2 separate regions of the Arabidopsis thaliana genome follow, and region 1 is linked to region 2. The links are chromatin contacts, called in public capture Hi-C maps. All regions are on one chromosome and are shown on one strand. The core of a region is the stretch at or near the end of the contact, and the rest is flanking DNA. Distances in the headings are between cores, read along the strand shown.

The links. Capture Hi-C pulls out chosen DNA fragments and counts their contacts.
Region 1: a capture Hi-C map of seedling shows a contact between it and region 2, with 3 times the contacts expected there. The contact joins the promoter of ABCG21 here to the promoter of CLE19 in region 2.

The regions. Positions count from the first base shown.
Region 1 is chr3:9,316,787-9,323,706 of TAIR10.1, reverse strand. It overlaps ABCG21 (ABC-2 type transporter family protein), which reads left to right and starts at 4,047. Exons shown (of 4, transcript NM_113460.3): 1 at 4,047-4,408; 2 at 4,500-5,301; 3 at 5,698-5,895; 4 at 5,998-6,920. The coding sequence starts at 4,202. The coding sequence ends at 6,194.
Region 2 is chr3:8,766,509-8,773,724 of TAIR10.1, reverse strand. CLE19 (CLAVATA3/ESR-RELATED 19) reads right to left here and starts at 4,879. Exons shown (of 1, transcript NM_148747.3): 1 at 4,030-4,879. The coding sequence starts at 4,777. The coding sequence ends at 4,553. It overlaps AT3G04645 (a long non-coding RNA gene), which reads left to right and starts at 2,992. Exons shown (of 1, transcript NR_141112.1): 1 at 2,992-3,206.

The DNA.
Region 1 (6,920 bases), core at 2,798-5,297, 550 kb before region 2:
GATATTATTTGGTGACTTTGATATTGACATTTATATAAGAAAATAAGCAGAATGGTTGGCATATTAATTTACAGGTTCGTCCTTCGTGATGAATAATTTGTCTTAGTGCGAATTTTTCATTTTATGCTCTTTGTCTTTGACAACTAATTAATTATTTGTAAGTCAAAGATCCGACACGTAAAGATCAGCTTTTCTTGGAATTTTATCAAAAACTAATACTTGGCCATAGAAAACTCATGTGTCAAAAGTCTATATGTTAATTGAATGTCAAGATTATGTTTATCGTTTGAGTTATTTGTTTGTCGTTCTATTAGAAGGGAAACCAATGTTGTGGCGGATTCCTTAGCTAAGAGTTCTCTCCGATTGTATGCTCGAAACTTTGATTGAGTTAAATATAATTCAGAGGTGCACAAAAAAAAACAAAGCCATCCAATAACACCCCATGCATTTTGCTTATGTAGTTAACAGAAGCACAACTTTACATATGAAACCGATCCAACTAATTATGTTACTAACAGTGAAAACTAGACATTGAATGATCTTACTCGCAATATTTCCCCAATGTATGTAATTCATCATTGTTCCCTTGATGTATTTAATGTGACCCACTCATTTGACTGCATGGCTGCTTGACAATGTTTTGTAAACATGTTTGCTCAAGAATGCTAATTAGACTATAACAAGATATGCAAAATCTAGCCTTGTTCCAATTCCGAAGTATAAAATACTCTCCACAACAATTTAATAAGGAACATTCTTCATTAAATCAACTAATCTAGACCTTCTTTCCCAGTAGCTGCTTTTAGTTTGAAATGGCTTCTCGTAGGCATAGCAACAAGCTTACATGCTTCATGTTGAAGATGCATAATTAAGACTTTCATAAGATAAACTCTTTTAAGAGATTATTAAAGTGTCTTTAGTTATCTTCTATCGTATAACTAGCGGTGTCAAAATTGGTAACCCAACTCAACTCAACTCATAATCAAATGAGTTTACGGTTAAATGAGTTATGGGTTGACCCAACTCATTTTGTTAAATAGGTTGGATCAACCCATAACTCATTTAATTTGATGGGTTGAGTTGTTAAATGGGTTAACCCATTTAAGTAATAATTTAATTAATAATTAGTATAAAATAATAATAAATAATTATCATTATTAATTCATTATCATCAAACTTAGGATATCGGATTCCACTTTTTATGGATTTACGTTTTTGGCGAGAAAATCACGGGTTTACGTTTTTGGCAGAAAATTATAGGTTTACGTTTTTGGCGGGAAAATTACAGATTTACGTTTTTGGCGAGAAAATTATTGGTTTACATTTTTGGCGGGAAAATCACGGGTTTACGTTTTTTGCGGGAAAATCACGGATTTACGTTTTTAGCGGGAAAATCACGGGTTTAGCGGGAAAATTACGGGTTTACGTTTTTGACGGGAAAATTATGGATTTACGTTTTTGGTGGAAAAATCTCGGGTTTACGTTTTTGGCGGGAAAATCACGGGTTTACGTTTTTGACAGAAAAATCACGGGTTTAATTCAATTTTACAACACTTGATGGGTTAATTGGGTAAACTATTGAAACCATTAACCATTACAACCCAACTCATTTTACTCCTCAAACCAATTGACTCATCAACTCATTTGACCCATTAACTCATTTGAGTTAAAAATTTCAACTCATTAAAATTCATGGGTTGAATTGAATTAAATTGACCCATAAATTTTAACCCATTTTAACACCCCGTATAACCATCACTTATATCTTTCTATATCAATTTCTGAATTCAATAACTTCTCCATCGTGACAAATACTTTATATCTAGCAACACGATTACACATTAGGATTGAGAAAGTGGAAGATAATTAACTATATAAATACTATATACAATATCTTCAACCAACTCACATTTAGCATTGTTTTTTATTACAATAGTATTCTATTGCTTGTTAATATCTTTAAATGTCATGTACTCTTCTTTATTTTTCTTCAATGTGATAATAATAAAGATAAGGAAAAGCAACTGAAACGTATCATCATTAAAGCTGAATTAGAATTACAAAGTCACTTAGTAAATGATTAGTGTTTAGGATTTGGTTCGGCATAAAGCTATAAAATAGAAAAGAATTTGGGGAAATTTTATATTATGACGATTCGATTAATATCTTAATCGCCTCTTCTTCTTTTGTAATGTTTATCGTTATTCGTCGGACACCTAAACAAATAGACTTCGTGATAAAAGATTTTTTATTTTTTTTTGTAAATCTCATAAAATGTTTTTTATTAAGCTGATTCTTTTTAGGGAAAAAGACCTAAATGTTTGGAGCACATTATGATTCAACGAAGACTATCTTTTTAAGAAAGAGAAGACACAATCTTACCCAAAATCGGTAGCATCGAACTAGCAAGTGCCACGTTCGAAAGAGAGCACCTATTAATCACACACAACACAAACAAAAATCGATTTCAGAAAATTAAAATGTTCTGAAAATCCCTCAAGAAAGAAAATCAGTATTTAATTGAACATATGAGCTCAGTGGAGCCATTAGTATTTCCAAGAGAATATGCATTACCTATACGAACTTTGATTATGATTATTGACAATTGATGATGGTGTTTATATTTAGTACATTATATATAGTTTTCATATGATCTCTTTCATTCCAATTTGGATGAATAATACTATTTTTTTTTTCCTACGAAAATATATAAATACTTAACTGAATCAGATTAAAAGTTCGTTTTAATAGCTTTTGGGGCAACACCTAGCTCTCTCAAGCTAGCTCCATCCAAAATAAGGACTTGGTAATATATATTTTTAGGGGTCAAGGATAATGTTAACATATATGGTCAAATAATTTTCACTGTTTTTAGTAAATTCATATTATCCCCTTATTAATATCTGCAACAAAAATATTAATTCTAGAAAGAAAAAAACAAATTGCTCATATGGGATGGATGGTGGTGTGTATATACAGCTGTATTGGTTAGGCTGATCTTTGAATAGAATCTGTAGAATAAATGTGTCGCAATGAAGCATATATAACTTTGTTCTGTAATGTTCTTAGCTTTCTCTTTTGGTGTCAAATCCAACCACTCTTGTAACAATAATGTTAATTTCTTTTTCTCTTTTCTGGCTACGTTTCTTCATTTAATTCAACGAATCACACAAATAAAAAATATTCAGCGTCAATTAAAAAGGTAGAAATGCTGCTAATAATTATTGGTGCATTTGTGCCCATGTTAATTAAAATTTAAATTATCAAAGACTCATAGTATGTAAAGTATGGACCAGAAACAACGTAAAACGCTTTGCTTTTGTCACTCTCAAAAAAAGACTTTATGTTTTTTCCATGCCATGACGCCATAAACATGCTACGTGTTCAAGAGAAAGAAGACTTTGTCTATACTTTGTCTAACAGTTGTTTTTAATATCTTGTCCTGTACAAAATTTCTGTAAAAATAACTGTTATTTTTTTCATTAATGGTTGTCATGTGGAATTTTTTTTAAAACAACAGTTATAGTAAAACATATGTAACAAGACCACGACATATAACCTAGTACGTTACATGTTGAAATTGGCATGCGTTCTATAAACGGCCAACGGGGATAGTATAAACTGATATAGCACATTTTTTACAAGACAAAATAGTTAGCTATACAAGTATACAACGTTTAAATTAAATATTTAATTAGAAAAAAAAATTCATATTTTTACTGTGGGGAGTAAATTCAGATAGGACATAACAACCTATGTAATGTATTAAATACTTGTCACTTATCAATTTAGTTCATCTTATGAAATGCAGGTTTAAGTATAGGGGTTGGTAGTGCGACGACCACTCCAAATTCATAAGTTTAAGGAGAACATATATTTCTTTTTGTATATACAAAAGGACACATATTTTTTATTGTTGTAATCAGGGCAATGAAGACATTGATTATTTGTGGTTATTGTAACTATATTATAAACTGAATTTTTGTTTACCGTGTATTTTGCTTGTTTTTCATAAAACGGTATTAGTTTTTTTCTCGATATCAATAATTCTTTTTTTTGGATGTTAAATGACATATCTTATAAAGAGAGTTCCCACTTCTTTCCTTTATATACACATCGCATAACATGTGAACTTATCAAAACAACACACCAAATCTCTCTCTTCGTCTCTCTCTTTTTCTATCTCTCTTTCCTTCTCTAGATGATGCCTCCTAATGAGCAAGAATCTAGCTTTCCGAAAACACCGAGCGCAAACCGACACGAAACTAGTCCGGTTCAAGAAAACCGGTTTAGCTCTCCAAGTCATGTAAACCCATGCCTTGACGACGATAACGACCACGACGGTCCGAGTCACCAATCAAGACAATCTTCTGTTCTACGTCAATCTTTACGTCCTATAATCCTCAAGGTCGTTAAATTAATACACTATAAATATATCTCAAATTATTATGTACAGTAATTTTTCTCATTTTTTTCTTTAATTTGTGGATATAATGCAGTTTGAGGAGTTGACGTACAGTATCAAATCACAAACCGGGAAAGGAAGCTATTGGTTCGGTTCACAAGAACCAAAACCGAACCGGTTAGTCCTCAAATGTGTAAGTGGTATAGTCAAACCAGGGGAGTTACTAGCAATGCTTGGTCCATCAGGGAGTGGCAAAACAACGCTAGTAACGGCGCTAGCCGGCCGTTTACAAGGGAAGTTATCAGGAACCGTTAGCTATAACGGAGAGCCGTTTACAAGCTCAGTTAAACGGAAAACGGGGTTCGTTACACAAGACGATGTTCTCTACCCACACTTAACGGTCATGGAGACGCTAACGTACACGGCTTTGCTCCGTTTACCAAAAGAGTTGACCCGGAAAGAGAAACTAGAGCAGGTGGAGATGGTGGTTTCGGATCTTGGGTTGACCCGGTGTTGTAACAGTGTTATCGGAGGCGGGTTGATCCGAGGAATTTCGGGTGGGGAAAGGAAACGGGTAAGTATTGGACAAGAAATGCTAGTGAATCCGAGTTTGTTGCTTCTTGATGAGCCAACGTCGGGGCTTGATTCTACCACGGCGGCTCGTATAGTCGCCACCTTGAGATCGCTAGCACGTGGTGGTCGGACGGTGGTGACGACGATTCATCAGCCGTCGAGTAGGCTTTATCGGATGTTCGATAAAGTGTTGGTTTTATCGGAAGGGTGTCCTATTTATAGTGGAGATTCGGGTCGGGTCATGGAATATTTTGGTTCGATTGGGTATCAACCCGGATCCAGTTTCGTTAACCCGGCTGATTTCGTGCTTGATCTTGCTAACGGTAAGTATTAAATCTTTTTTAGTTATCGTCTACAATTCATACACGCATACTATCGGAAATGAAACTGAGTTATAACACGACTACGCCACTAGTACAAACCGTTGCATGTCCCGGTCCATGGTAGGTACAGAACCTATTCGAAATTCATTTATGTTTTTAGTTTGAAAGGGAAAAAAGTTTTGAAACAGCTAACTTCGGGTGTAAAGTTAGACTCTTTCTTTTTGTTTGGTCGTGCATCATGAGATATGTGACAACGACAATTCTATCCCATTCTTTGTATATTTATTACAAGGTTTATGTTAATAGTGGGATAAATCATGTGTTTATATGTTGCTTTTGACTATATAGCATACAAGTTTTGTTGTTTTAAAATTTTTTTTGAATAAATGTTTGCAGGAATTACTTCGGATACAAAACAATATGATCAAATCGAAACTAATGGAAGATTAGATCGGCTTGAAGAACAAAACTCAGTGAAACAATCGTTAATATCGTCATACAAAAAGAATTTGTATCCACCTTTGAAAGAAGAAGTGTCTAGAACGTTTCCACAAGATCAAACGAACGCTAGATTGAGAAAAAAGGCAATAACAAGTAAGTCTTTTCGTGTCATTACATAACATTTAACAATGACACTTAATTTTTCTGTTGATCTCAATTATCATAATGTCGTACGTTGTTTTTGGATTTATGAAGATCGATGGCCAACGAGTTGGTGGATGCAATTCTCAGTTCTACTGAAACGAGGTTTAAAAGAGAGAAGTCACGAATCATTTTCAGGACTCAGAATATTTATGGTCATGTCAGTTTCTTTACTTTCAGGCCTCTTGTGGTGGCATTCTCGCGTTGCTCATTTACAAGATCAGGTAAAACAAAATAAACCATGGTATTAATTAAAATTTTGATTATCCTAAACATAAATAATTATTTGAGTAGTTGGCATCACAGAAAAACACCGTATATATAACTAAAATTTATTTTAAAATAAAAAGTATATATATACAAACATTTCCACCCAAAATATATTTTTCTCATGTTTTATGTTTACGTTAACGGTTTAAATGTTTCCTCTTGTTCACTATAACAGGTGGGTTTATTGTTCTTCTTCTCGATATTTTGGGGATTCTTCCCTCTCTTTAACGCCATTTTTACATTCCCTCAAGAACGACCAATGCTTATAAAAGAGCGATCCTCGGGAATCTACAGGCTCTCCTCTTACTATATAGCAAGAACAGTCGGCGATTTACCAATGGAACTCATTCTTCCAACGATATTTGTCACAATCACATATTGGATGGGAGGTCTTAAGCCATCTTTAACCACATTCATCATGACCCTTATGATCGTTCTCTACAATGTTCTAGTAGCTCAAGGCGTAGGGTTAGCTCTAGGAGCAATCTTGATGGACGCAAAGAAAGCCGCGACATTGTCTTCGGTGTTAATGCTAGTGTTCTTACTAGCCGGAGGATACTATATTCAACATATTCCGGGTTTCATCGCGTGGTTGAAGTATGTTTCGTTTAGCCATTATTGCTATAAGCTTCTTGTTGGGGTTCAATACACATGGGATGAGGTTTATGAATGTGGGTCAGGGTTGCATTGTAGTGTTATGGATTACG
Region 2 (7,216 bases), core at 3,630-6,129:
ATATTTCTAAATTTAGTTGTCGATGTAAAGATAAAGTTCTATTAACAAAGATGTTAAGCTGACTACAACCAACTAGAAGAAATGCCATTTTCGTTTTCCAATATTAGACATTATCTACAAACTTTATGATGGAGTAAGCAAGCAAGCATTAAGGAACCTAAAACCAGGTAATTAAGACGCGTTCCTTAATAAGTTTACGCCTTACTACTTTGGTTGTATTAAACAGTTTTAATATTTTATTTTAATTAATTACTTAATGTGGGAGAATTATTATATCAACATAAAGCTTTCACGTGAATAGAGCTAGCTATTTTTATATCAACATAAATCTTTCACGTTACTTATTGTTACGATAAAAGGTATCAAGGGTTATAAAGTACTTGTAGAAAGTATTGTAAGCTAATTTGTTTCTGTTTAATGTTAAACCTATATTTTTTTTTCCTTTTTCGTCAATAGGATTTCATAGATTATAATTCAAGTTGAATTGAAACCTATTCAGCCATACAAAATTTGAATTTCGTTTCACTTTGCTCAAAATGAATTAATCTAAATCCATACAAAAACTTTATAAACCACTTTGTATAAATTTTAACTAATTCAGAAATACATTATAGTATTAGTAAGATATATTTGAGGAAACGTGTACGGGTTATGGGAAAAAAAAAATCACCTTTGGATAAAGCAAGTTATGTAGAATATGCAAATCATTACAAAATTTAGTCACTTGAAAAAATAGCCTCTAATGAGATCAGTGTGAACCTCAAAATACAATATTAGATACCGAAATTTGTGAAGTGATTGTGTAAATATTGATATTCATTTAGTCTTTTACTTATATACTAGGATTTAACCCGTGGTATACCACAGGGCAAATATTTTATTTTTATAAATAATAATATTAAATTTTAAAGTTTTAGTTTAGTATTAAAATTATATAATTTTATATTGATATTGTAATTAAAAAATTTGGTGATGATAAAATAATAAAATAAATATTTAATCTGTGTTATATCAATCTAAACCAGTCCTGCTATATTTCATATCAATCCAAATCCGTCACGCTATATTTTTCGTCTCATGATATTTTAGTTTTTTCTATAAGTTTAAATATTAGTTGTGGAATTAATTGTGATTATGATTTTATGCCAAAAAAGTTATGGACTATTAATTCCATGGAATATCCAAACCAAAATAAAGAATGTTTTTAGCTGCACATATAATTGGGTTTGCTCATTTTCCGGAATCGTAAATGTATTTTTTGGTTTGTTTCACATTTGTTTTAATTTATTGCCGAAATTTAATACAAATAATTTAAATAGTTCAAATTTTGGTTGTTTTAAGATTTAGTGAATATTGTAGGTGAGATAAGGAGAAGTTAAATTATTGTGTTTTGCGTGACATATGGGATTGCCATATATTTAGAATCTTTTTGGTTTGTTACACAATTAATTGTCGTATAAAGATTCAAACCATTAATTAAAAAAAATCAAATAATTTAAATCCAGTGGCAGCCATTGTAAATAAATTCTAACTCCAGGATTTATTTCACAAAATGGCTACAAAAATGTATATGTAGATTAGTGATATATATGATCTGTTGTGTTCAGTTTGCATTAACATATTTATTATTTGTATATGTTTCATAACTAGTTGGATATATGTTAAAATTTTATAGTTATAGGGGATTATGTGTCCGCTTGAAATATATATAAAATTGAAGGAAAAAAAACTGACTGAAAAAATTAAAATTGTTTGATATCACGATTTTGATATATAAAAAATTTAACTTCTGAATTTTTTTTGAGATTTTTCATATCTTAGAAATTAATTCGTTTCTACCATTTTTACAAGCTTTTTTCAAAATAATTTTTACAACCTTTGTTATACATAAAAGCAACCAATATTTATGTTCGTCTATGCAGAGTAGATGCATCTTCGTTTTCAAATTTTAGTATTTGTGATTTAACGGGTTTCAAACAAGTATTGCTTTTTCTTTTTAGTGGGTTGTGTCCTATTGCTTGCTTATTCATATACTTCGGATGGAATCATAAATCAAAACGGAGTTTATAGATAAGGAAAAGGGTACCTCGTAAGTCATATAGCCACATTCTTAAAAAATTATAACTTGGTAGTTGGTACATGCACAGTATAGCGTCTAGCAATTACATTTGTAACATTAGTCCCACAAATCATAAATTACAGCATTTCTTTGATTTTATGCATTTTTATTTTTCAACTTTCCAATAAATTTTCAATTTTGGTTAAACGCGAGAGGTAAATGTTATTGTACTTTCAAACTTGTGGATAACAGGTGATTGTATCCGTAATCATTTTGGAAAGAGGGACTGGATTTAGTAGACTCTATATAGTAAAGAACTTATAGAACAATGGTATAAATCACGGACCACAACAAACATTTTTTGTTCACAATATATTTTGTCACAAAACCAAATAGAGTAAAGTGTCAGATTACGTCAGTTAGATCAGTAGTACCGATTCTGTTCTATAAGAATAGAGTCAAGAACAAAAGGTAGTTTTTCAGGCGGAAAATCAAAGCTAAAGAACATGCACGCAAAGACTTTGACCAATCTTGTAAAAATATCAATGCTTACGAAATTAAATGATTCTTTGTATATAATAAGGAACATTTATAAGAAGAAGGACCATTTTCTTCTTTTATCTTTGGATTCTCTTGCGATTATTTTTTTTTTTTTAATTCTCTTGCAATTTGTACTGACCAATCAGTTTTTGGTGGATTTTCTTTTTGTTATTCTATCTCACACTTGATAGTACGAATGTTATAGGTATTCGGGTTCTTTCTCGAGAAGAGTTTGATCGATGATAATTAAACAGTATATGTTGGTTTATGGTTAGTTTGGACCCGGTCTATGATTTGGCAGCATACTGAACCGGTTTAGTTAACCGGTATTATTAGGAAGTTACTTCATTAAGAGACACTGAGTCATTCATGTCTATACTCTAGATGATATTGGTGTCTCTTTATGGCTAATGTTCATTTGTCTATGAAAGGATGATTACAAAGAGACATGATTAATAACATTGTGACCATTGACAGAGAATTCTATTAAGAGAGAAAATGTTTTAGTGAGCAAAAGTTTTGAGACATCAACTGGAATGACATTTGAACGGTGATTTGTGGTTGATTTCTGTTTCTGATATCAGCCTCAATTTTTGTGTTTCGATTTATTTGGTGTTTAGTAGACTCAATTTTTGTGTTTCTATTTAACGTTTCCCCATAAAAGAATAACAGTATCGATAAAACTTTGTAGGAACTTAGAAATGATGTAAAGTTCCGTAGCTCTTTGTTTAAGTTACGTGACCAGGAAAGAATACTGATTGTTATCCGGCTCATGTTAGTTGGCCTAACAATTGTAAGTGGACCAAGTTGTCTAGAGGCCCAACAATTATTACTCCGAATAAATAATTGTCTTTTTTTTTCTTGTTAAAGACAACCTTGACCTATTATCTGAAAGTCTGAGATCAAGTGATTTATTTGGTGTTAATTTTTTTTTTTTTTTGGTGTTAATTTCTGTAGTTCTTTCTGTTTTAAATAATCTTTAAAGTGACTAAAGTCGTCACTTGATTTAATTTATTTATCTTGATAGGTCTGTCCCCCAGTTACACAAGTTTTGTTATGCATTTATTAAATTTAGAATATATTTTCTATGCAACTAGAAGTTAAATTTAGAATTTTTGCTAAGAAATGTATTTAGTCTTATCAAACACACTATACATTTGTTGTACAAACAACATTTTTCTTTTGAATCTAATTTAACATTACATTAAAAAAAAAAAACGTTAGAGTATCTTGAACAAGGATTTTATAATTTAAGTTGAAACATGAACTGAAAATGTTGTTAGAGACAAAAAAAACTTGCAAGATTTCCTTAATCCATATTCGTAGTCGTAAGAGAGAGAGAACCATAGACAAGATGGGAGTTGGGAGACACTATGTATTAACTATAAAGTGAGTTCCTTCTGACATATAAGTGAATTTAATTGCATTTTCAGAAACTTCTGCCCCAAAAAGTCCAATAGTCTATACACAATACAAATTCAAAAGATTAATTGAAATATCAGTCTCCTTCTAAGTATTTAAATAATCCTTGTTTTATTTCACAACCATGTATATAATATATATATATACACATATATAGTTTTGTTTTCTCAAACACATATATAGTTATTGTATGTAAATATATATTGGCTTTACATGATCTCATATGATCAGAACAAACATCAACCATGCAATATTTTCCAATCGATCTATATGAACCAGAGAACAGAACAAGTGAGACATCAATTGCCACTTCTTCTTTCCAACGTAGGATTTCTAAGCTTAGTCAACCTTGGTCCCGGTAAGGGTTTTCATATGATATCCTTAAATCACTTTGAAACAAGTACAGTAGTAATAAACAAAGATGTGTGGAAAGGCAAAGAATATCGAGTAATTAATGAAACTTAACTAGGAAATGTCCTTACAACACACAAGAACATAGATACACATATAATTGTTCTTCAATTACCACAGTTACCTGTTGTGGAGTGGATTTGGACCAGTGGGAATTACCCGTTTTGAGTCTAAAGCAGAAGAGTTAGCGATCGTTCCCATGGAGTCATACTTTAGAACTTGTTCTTCTTCTTCATATGATCCATTATTCATCAGCAAACTCCGCATTGAAGCTGATTCCGACTGATGAATGAAGGCAAGAATCAGGAGAGAAGAAGCCAATATCATCAAACCCTTTATCTTCATTTGTCTATTTTTGGTCAAATATTGTTTTTGTTTGTTTGATGGGGATATAATATGGAGGAAAGCAAAAGCTGGATTGTTATAAATAGCGACGTTTGATAAAAGGGCAAAAAGAATTAGAATGGATATATTTATATACAAGCTATACGGTGCATATAAAATAAATAAATGAAGCATTTGACTAAATGAAATAGCTTAAGAATAATTAGGTAATTATGTGGAAATCATGCATGTTCCACTTTTTCTCGTTTCGATAGGTAAAAAAAGGTTCTTCATTATGTCTTTGATTTGAAGATTCATAAGCCTTAGCCTCATTAAGTGGCCTGTGGACACATTTATGATAACAGTAAAGCCGACATGTTATAATTGTATACAATAAATAGTTTTTCTTAATGAATAAAACCCAAATATTCTGCTACCCATTGATGAGGTCTAAGAAAAATACATTTACGATTCATTATGGACGACGAATTGCAATAGATTTGTGACCTCTTAGCGGTCCATCTTCTTTTTATGACAATTCTATCATCACCATTCTTTGTATAGAGGCGAATGTTAATGCACATTTCGAAAAAACATGAATCATGCAAATTGATATTTGTATTTTGCAACTAATCTATATAACTACATGATCATAATATGTCCATCCCATAAGAACTTTCACAATAAACGAAAAACTTATAATTTACCATGAAATGTGAATATATTCTGGTTCTTCCGCATTCCCAATTAACTTTAACACCTTAATTAGAGTTTTCATATATATATATATATATATATATAGTACATTATATATGGGTTCTATTATATGAAGAAGAGAGTATCAGAGAAACCTTTGAAACAAAGCACATGAAAAGTGTAATTATTTTGGAAGTGAAGTTTAAAGGTAAGTGAAAAGGTGAAATTGTAATGTAACCCATGCTTACTTACTTCCTCCTACTAGCCACTTTCAATTTCAATCAAACGCATTAACTTCTTTTTCCCCCAAAAGGATTATTTTCCTCATTTTCAACTTCACACCATCTCTCTTTCTCTCAGTTTCTTGACTTTCCAATATATTATTTGTGAAACTTAGTAGTGGATAAATATCACATGTTTATTTTTATAATTAAACAATAAAACTTATAAAAACAAACCACATGAGAGTTTAAATGCAGACACATGTTGAAATATATATTTTTGCTAAGAAATATTGAAAAAAAAACTTCAAACTATTTTATGATTCCATACTAACCTTTAACTATCTAAAATAAGTATGTAACCTAAATTTTTGAATTTGTACGATTATACGATACAATAAAAAGGAAAAAGAAAGTAGACTACCAAGTATCACTGTCAATACCAATCAATATTTTGGGATTAGCCCTCTATGACTAGTTCTATATAGAAAATGGAACGACACTCACAGTCTCTCACACATAATTAGGAACTTGTTTGATGAAGAGAAAACTGTAAAACAATAGGCTAATACATTACGAACAAAGACACACCATGATCTAAGAAAAGATCACATTCCAATGTAGAATGCTAATTTTACGCTCTGTACACGCTTTCGTTGTTTTTCCAATAGTATACAATCAATGTTCCTAATTCGTTTGTAGTGAAATTATTAAATGATATCTTCTCTGAGAGTAACAATAAATGTCAAATATTTCCTGGTGGAATTAATGATATATTTTCAAAATTTTTTGAAAACATTGGTTAAAACTTAAAAGCATTAGAGAAATAATGGATTATGAAATCTCTATATACAGTAACTAGCTAGCTTTACAACTAAAAGGTTAGTTGTTATAAAAATTTAAAACACAAGCCAATGAAAATTTTAAATAATATATTTAATCAATCGTTTCTTTATATTGATAAGACATTTCAAATCTTTGCTTGGAATTTTGTTTCGTTAAACGACAATCATACATAATTTTGAAGACAGACAATTTCTGAAGTTTAAAACAAACAAAGAAGGATATCTGAAGAATTGGCAAACTAGTGTTGATGGAGGCAGATGTAAGCGAGAAGATAAAAGACAAGACTGAATTTTAACGAAGCAAATTCTACGTACACTAGCTAGTTAGGGCTATACTACTAAAGCTGACAAATACAGTTAGTCATGAGTAAACCATTAACTACTGTTAGATTTTGGGCAAACAATAAATGGTGTGTTGCATTTTGCATGTGTTATAATATATTGATTAGTACATTTCGTAGCATGTGCAATTGTAGAAGGTTTTAGGTTGTTTTTCTTAGTACTAAGTTCTGATATTACAATGGGTAATCCAATCCCTGAAACACTACCTAATTTGCTATATCTTATTAGAATCCCACACTTGATTGTTTGAGGAGGTTGTTTGAATCTGATGAAAATCGAAGCGGTAAAACAAATTTGAGGTTAGAAAAATATGTGTTGTGTGAGCCAACTAAAATAACTGGGTAACCCATGAGCAA